Regions from separate parts of the Anas platyrhynchos genome. Here region 2 is linked to region 1. Evidence: chromatin contacts called from public Hi-C data. All regions are on one chromosome and are shown on one strand. Each heading gives the region's core, a stretch centred on a gene start, on an enhancer-like site or on the middle of the called end of the contact. The rest is flanking DNA. Distances are from core to core; before and after follow the strand shown.

Region 1 (3,347 bases), core at 799-3,298:
AACTGCTGCAGGCTCCCCATGGCTGGTGTTTAAGAGTGCGCTGGCCAGCAGAGCATCTGCACAGCGATGTGTGGGTGCAGGCTTTATGCTGATGATATCAGCTCCTTACTGGCTTCACACCAAGCATCTGGAACTAAGCAACTTGGTGGCTGCACAGCTCCTGTCTCTACCACCTTAGAGCCTTTGGCTGATCTCGCTCACGTTTGCATCATTTTTTATCTGAAGGCTTTTGCTTTCGGCTGACCAGGTATTGACCGCATGGCTCAAATCCTCGCAGCACATCAAGGCTGTCTCACAGCTCTGTTACCGAGGGCAAATTTTGTCCAGTTTCTCATGGAAGGCACAGACCACTTTATATCTTCTCCCTCCTCACACACACCCCGCCCTTGCCCCCGTCCCCCTTGTGGTCTGTACCACACTGTGTGCAGGGGAAAAAAAAAAGGTATTTTGCCAGCTTGGACAGAAATAAAAAAGGCCACTCACACCAGCTTCAAGTTTTTGTATTTATACTAGGCAAAAAGCTCTTAAAAATACAAGAGGAAAGTTAGTTTGAAGTAAATCTCTTCTGGGTCAGGCAGGATTATCAAATCCAGATGTAGCTCCTCTCACACAAGAAGTTCCTCATGCAATTACCAAGAGTGTGCATCTTAAAAGTATTATATGGGAAAAAATCATTACTGAGCAGCCATGTAAGCCTTTGTTTTCAATACAGGTAATGAGCACTCATGGATATCAGTTTAAATAAAGTAAGCCTTCAAAGCTCTCGTATCCGGCACCCAAATTCAGCCTTTCATAACAATAAAGCCTTCAGAGTTCAGCTCTACAAACAGTGGCACTTCCTGCATTTTCAAAGGCTAGGAAGCAAATAAAGCACAGCGGACAATACAGGTACAGTGAGTGAGGTATCAGGGGAGGACACGAGGCAAGTCCCTATTTTATTCCCCCCTCCCTGCCCTCCTGAGCAGCCCCCAGCCCCTCTCCCCGCCTGCGCCCCCCGCACTGGGCTGTCCTGTGCCAGGGCTGCCCCCGGCCGTGCGAGAGGCGCATCTGACAAAAGTCCAAAGTAAACGCTCCCGTCCGCGTTTGGGCTTAAAGAATTAATTATTAATAATAATAATAATAACAAATGAACGGCGTCCAGAAAAAGGGAAGCAAATTGCGGTCGTTGCTCCTACCGCCGTACCCAGCTGCGGCGCGGCTGAACTTCACCTCGACCCCTGCCAGCTCGGAGGGGGGCGGATAATATGGTTTTGGGGGGCACCACCACCCCCTGGCTTAACCTGGAGCTCGGCCGGAACCTTCCCAAAACCCGAACCCACCCGCGAACATCCCCCCGGTCCGCTGCTTGTCCCCCCTTCCCCAAAAAGCCCCCGCACCCCGCACCGGGATGGTGGCGGCGGGGGCGTCCCAGCGGGGTCGGGGCAGGTGCGCGGAGCCCCCCGGAGCCCCCCCATCCCCACAGCAGCTCGGGGAAACTTTCCGGGGGGCTGCCGCCCCCCCCCCACACACACACACTTACGCTGGGCAGGAGGTGCGGAGGGCGCCGTGGGGGCGCTGGGCGGCGGGGCTGGAGGCTGGAGGCGCCGTGGCTCCGGCTCTGTGTGTGTGTGTGCGGTGTGTGTGCGAGGAGGGGCGGCCCCGCTGCCTGCCTCCCTCCCTCCCTGCCTGCCTCCCGCCTTCCCCCCGGGCTGCTGGCACCGGGCCGCGCTGTCACATGACGCCGCCGCCTCTCTCGCCCTGCCCGGCTCCCCGGGAGGGTCACGGAGGGGAGCGCGGCCGGGCGGGGACGGAGGGAGGGAGGCAGGAGGGCGGCTCCCCGCCCGCGGGGTGGAGGCTCCGCCGAGGGGCCGGGGCGAGCGGCGGCGCACACAAACAGGCGGGCACGCCGTGACTCCCCGCCGCCCAGCCCTGCCTCCCAGGGGCAGCCGGCCTCGCGCAGACACTCATTATCCGCCAGCAGCCCCGGGAGGGGAGGGGAGGGGCGGGGAGCGGGACAACCACCGCCGACAAACCTGCCCGGCCGGCCGCTCCTCCCCTCCCTTCCCTCCCTTCCCCTCCCCGGCAGCGCGCCCCTTCCCCACCCTCCCTCCTTCCCTCCCTCAGCGCCCACCCCGGCCGACCTGCGGCGGCACAGCCCGGGGGGAAGGAAGGGAGGAGGGAGGGAGGGAGGGAGGTGCTCGCTCGCTCTGGGGCGCTGCCGCCGCCGAGTTGGCTTGGCCGGCGGGGGCTGGGAGAAGGGAGCGGGGCGAGGCGAGAGGCGAGGCGAGGCCGGGCGGCCGGCGTGGGGCAGAGGTGTGGGGCCGCCTCCGCCCCGGCTTGGCGGCTCGCCCGCTGCCGGCCGCCTGAGGCCCGGGCCGGGAAGCGCCGCCTCACGCCCCGCGCACAGGGGGCCGGGGCCCGCCGGGGGGCAGCGGCCTGAGGCGGCCCCGGCTCGGCCCCCCGCGGGAGGCAGGAGGCGGCCCCGGGCGGCGCTCGCTGCTGGAGGCTGGGGTTTTGCACGGACGGCCCGCGGAGCAGGAGCCGCTTGTCTCCCTGTGGACCGAGGGGTTTCAGTCGGAGCGGTGTTTGCTGGAATAAAGTGAAGTAAAATCCCGGCCTGCCGTCTCGGCTCTGTTGCTCAGGCAAAGGTTCTGCCCCCAACACTCTACATGTTGTATATGAGGTGTTATATACTCGTTGCGCCACGTAAAATCTTACCCTCTTCTGACTGATAAATGGTACCTGACACGTCAACCAAAAGGCAACCGCTGTGCTTGGCAAGGCTCCGTCCCGCAGTGCGAACTGTGGACGGATGAGAAGCTTTTTAAGGGTGGAGAAGTCGCCCTGTGGGACCCGTGATTACACGTTTGGTCCTGTGGGTAACACCAGCGGTGGGTGCTGGGCATCTCCAGCCCCCTCGGGATCAGCCTGTATTCAAGTCTCTGACTGGGACCCCAACCTAACTCACCTCTGGTGGTTGTTATTTCTGTTCTCTTTGATTATTACCGAGTCAATAAAGCTGTAAAAGCAAAACACAGAAGGAAGGGAGAAGGACAGGGAGAAATGCTTTCAAGATGCACGCTCTGCTGTGTACAGCCACGTGTTCAGTTTACATCTTTGGTTCTAGGATGTTTTAATGTGTCCCCTGACATAGCCCGATAGGCTTTATAAAGCACACTAAGACACCAGTCTGAAACCCCGAAGGGTATGACTCAATGACACAACAATAAATTGTAGTATCTCCTGGATAATTACACTGTATCATGTCACAACAAGGTATTGTTGAAATATTATCATGTATCTCATAAAGTGTGATTTTTTTATTATAAGCCTATAAAATAAACAGAATTGTTGTGTTAGAACATACA
Region 2 (3,489 bases), core at 97-2,596, 84 kb after region 1:
CTGTTGGTTTTCCATTACTCTGCTTCTGGATGGCCCTGAAAAACCACAAGAACTTCCTTTCTTGTAGCGTTTCATCACTTTGGCCTCAAAATGAAACTAACCAAAATGAAAAACAGCCAGATCAAAAACAAATCTAATAAACAAATAAACAAACAAAACCAAATCTTCAGAAATCCAGTTGATTTTAATTTTGTATCTGTTTTTAGCTAAACTGTGTGTTCATTTTTAGGTCCTTTCTTCCTTGTTGGTTTGTATATTCTTAGCAAGAAGAGTCACACTTGCTTTCAGCCCCCTACCAGTCTCTGATCTTTACTTCTGTTGTGCTGCCATTCAGCAATTACTTTGCTGCTATACTACTGCTTATGGTGGGAGGCCACAGGTCTGGTGATTTATGACTGAAACTCCAGGGTTTTTTGGTCAGCACCTAGTAAAAAAAATATTATTTGTTTCTTTTCATTTAGGCTCTGAAATATTTTTGTCACTTAGGCTGATTTTAACATGAAGAGTTTTTCTAAAATCACTGAAAGGCTTTGCGGAACCACTGCCCCACTAATCACAGTTTATATTTTAAGGCCAAGTAAAAGATCAGTCCTAAAAACTTCACTTGAAGGGAAGTGAATACGATCAATCAATAATTAACACTGCTTGCTTCTACTGAGTCCAAATTCCTGCATGTAGACTAGCTCTGCTTCTCTTAGTGCGACAGGTTTGTCAGCTTCATTTTCAGTTTAACCTGCCCAGGAAGTGGTAGCAGCACACTTACAGGTGAGGCTTTGCAGTTTTCGTGTCATGGGTACCCTTTGCTTGTGGTGCTAATTTATACACCAAGCACACAGCTGGAAGTTACTCACAGAAAGCAGGAGTTTCAGAGCAGGACTGTTAGGATGAGCCTCTGGATAATTTATTTTAATATAGATTATTGAAGAGTAAACTGTTCTGTGCAAAGGAAATGTGTCTGGGGGCATGAAGGAGGAGGTAAATGACCGTGTGCAAGTAAAGGACAAGTGACTGGAGGCTGGGGAATCAAAGTGGATTTATCCAAAGGAAAAAAACCTGACAGGTTTCACTACAAATTCTTCCCACACTGCTCCCCGCCATGAACTCCAGCCTCACATGAATGAACCACCAAACCTAGGGCTGGGAGGCAGCCAGATCTCCTCGGAGCTGGGCCTCCCCTGGCAGGACGAGCGAGACCCACAGGAGCTGGGCCCTGTGCAGTGGACGGCTGCCAGCAGAGGTCCGAGCTGGGCCTTCCAAACCCAGCTCAGGCAGGCCCTCCAGAGGGACTCCAATCCCAGCCCCACCGTGAAAGGAGAGCACTCTGGGCCGCACAGCTCCTAATCTCTCTCTGTTTTATGTTTTTAGCCTCTTTGTTTTTCTTGTCCTGCTGCCAGCGGGTCAGACAGTGTGCACAGTCAAGAAGCAGCTGCCTGCTGAAGCTCTGAAGTTCACGTCATGCAGGCAGGGCTGCTGGGGGAGAGCAAGCGAGGGGGTGAGATTAGGTGAAACATTAGCCACGTCCTCTTGGCTTCCCTCCAGAGCCTTTCAATTATTTCTTTATGTGCTTTTGGTGCTGTGCTTGTTTGGCATTTAAAAGGTATGCTCAGAGAGGATTTCACAACGAGCTGCCATTTTACAGTTCAAAACAGATGCAAGCTTATCACCCCCTGGAAATTATGTCTCCACAAACCCCTTCCTTTCCCGTTCCTCAGGGCTTACAGCAAAGCCACCTCCAGCAGATCAGTCATGAGGACTGTGTAACAGGCTAAAAATAATGCTAGTTATAAAAGTCTGGAAGCTGTTGTTCATTTTGGGATTTGAAGATCCAAATGTCCATCAATACCAAGGACTCTAGTAGGTGGACAGTAGTAGATAGTCTTCTAAGATGGTTAATGTGACTTGCTATCCACCTACCTCAATGCCAGTTGCCAAACTGAGCCTTCTTAACTTCCCAGGATGCAGGGAAGAGGCAAATCATCATAACAGTTCTTCAGAAGCACAGTTTCATCCTAGATCTAGAAAAATAGGGTTGGAAGGCAAAATGAACTGCACCTATATTGCTCCTGACAGATGCTTGTCTAACCAGTTCTTAAGGACTTGATATAGACTCCACCAGTGCCCGAGGCAGCCTGTTCCAGTGCTTCATTTTCCTTCCTATCAGGGAGCTTTTCTTTATTCAGATGGGAGCATGGGCGAGATTCCTTATCTACCTGTCCAGCCACAGGTAGGTGGAGCTGCGTGTTGCACCACTATCCGTGACTTGTGCAGTGTCCTAAAGACAGTATTCCCTTCAGGCCAGGGTGGGGATGATGAGAGGAATACTGTGATACAGCCTGGAGTGCAAATTCAGATGGCTGAAATACATCTTCTCCCCAGGATAAACAACAGAGAAGTCAGAGAAGTAAATACTGGCCTGAGCTTTCACAGTTTGTGTAAGCATCATAGGATTGTATCTTAATTTTGTGATGGGATTTACAAAATCATTGTCAAGGGAGGCTAGTGCACTTAATATGACTCTTACTGAGTGCTGTTCTTTAAAGGAGCATGAGATTTGAGTATTCAGGGATCAAATATTTTATGTTGAATCTGGTCTGGCTCTGTGACAAATTTTGTTGGCTGAACTGTTATGCTCATAATATGTTAACACTATAAAAGTGGGTAGACAATTTTTTATTTTATTTTATTTTTATGATAGGTAACATTCTGCCTTTAACTTTCAGGAAATTAGCACTGTGCTTTTTGTTTTTATTTCTGTTTTGGGCTGATTTCTCTTTTGGTCTCCTAGCAGACATCATGCAAAGAGTAGCTCGAGAAGAAAGACATACCTGCAATTTGACACAAGCATAGCTTGCCAAGAGAGGTCACTGCGGCATCCTCAGTGAATATGTTCACAAAGGGATGAGATAACATGCTCAGGAAAGTAGTCTGAGGGAGCATTGCCTGCCTCGTGGGTTTGGATCTTGCTCAGGACTCATAACCGCAGAAAAGAAGAAAACTCAGAGCTCATCTAACTATGGGAATAACCTTAATATCATGAGGTGTTTCAAAAAAAGCTACGTTTCTTTCTTTTTTAATATTAATTTGTTATTCTTCTTCCTTGTGTATGTAAGAGAGAAAGGCACACAATAAGTTTTGATTTTTTTTTTTATTATTTTTATTTATTTTACATGGACAAAGAGCGATACCCTCTTCTGTAAGAGTTCTCTCTTGCCTCCTGAGACTACAAAGTTTCCAGCTGGCCATGAGACTCTTCATCTCTAATGAATTTATCCTACATCCTACCAGCCCACATCTGCTCTCTTCTCTTGCTCAATAATTAGTTATGCAACCCAGAGAAATATGCTATTAATTCCTGAATTTCCACGCTCAGTTCCTGTACTTAAGAGTTTTTGCCCATTTCTTTCTCCCTCTCCTGTAGTTCCTGGGTTCCTTCATCCCAGGGTGGAGGAAGACAATGCTGGAGATGCTTCATTTATCTCCCACTGCTTA

Evidence for each region. A called contact is a pair of places that touch in the nucleus more often than the background predicts.
Region 2: a contact with region 1 is called in a Hi-C map of subcutaneous adipose tissue, with 1.5 times the contacts expected there. The contact joins the enhancer-like site here to the promoter of KLF3 in region 1. A contact is called at or near these places in 3 of 8 Hi-C or Micro-C datasets (F5 follicle, liver and subcutaneous adipose tissue).

What each region holds. Positions count from the first base shown.
Region 1 is chr4:56,341,791-56,345,137 of IASCAAS_PekinDuck_T2T, forward strand. KLF3 (KLF transcription factor 3) reads right to left here and starts at 2,049. Exons shown (of 7, transcript XM_027457242.3): 1 at 1,520-2,049.
Region 2 is chr4:56,426,030-56,429,518 of IASCAAS_PekinDuck_T2T, forward strand. No RefSeq gene overlaps it. Among named protein-coding and RNA genes, the nearest start is that of KLF3, 84 kb to the left of the region's middle. Within about 2 kb of position 1,347, at least 7 of the 8 cell types and tissues checked have an H3K27ac peak or open chromatin away from gene starts, as enhancers often do. A contact at or near this core is called in F5 follicle and subcutaneous adipose tissue, where this site is marked.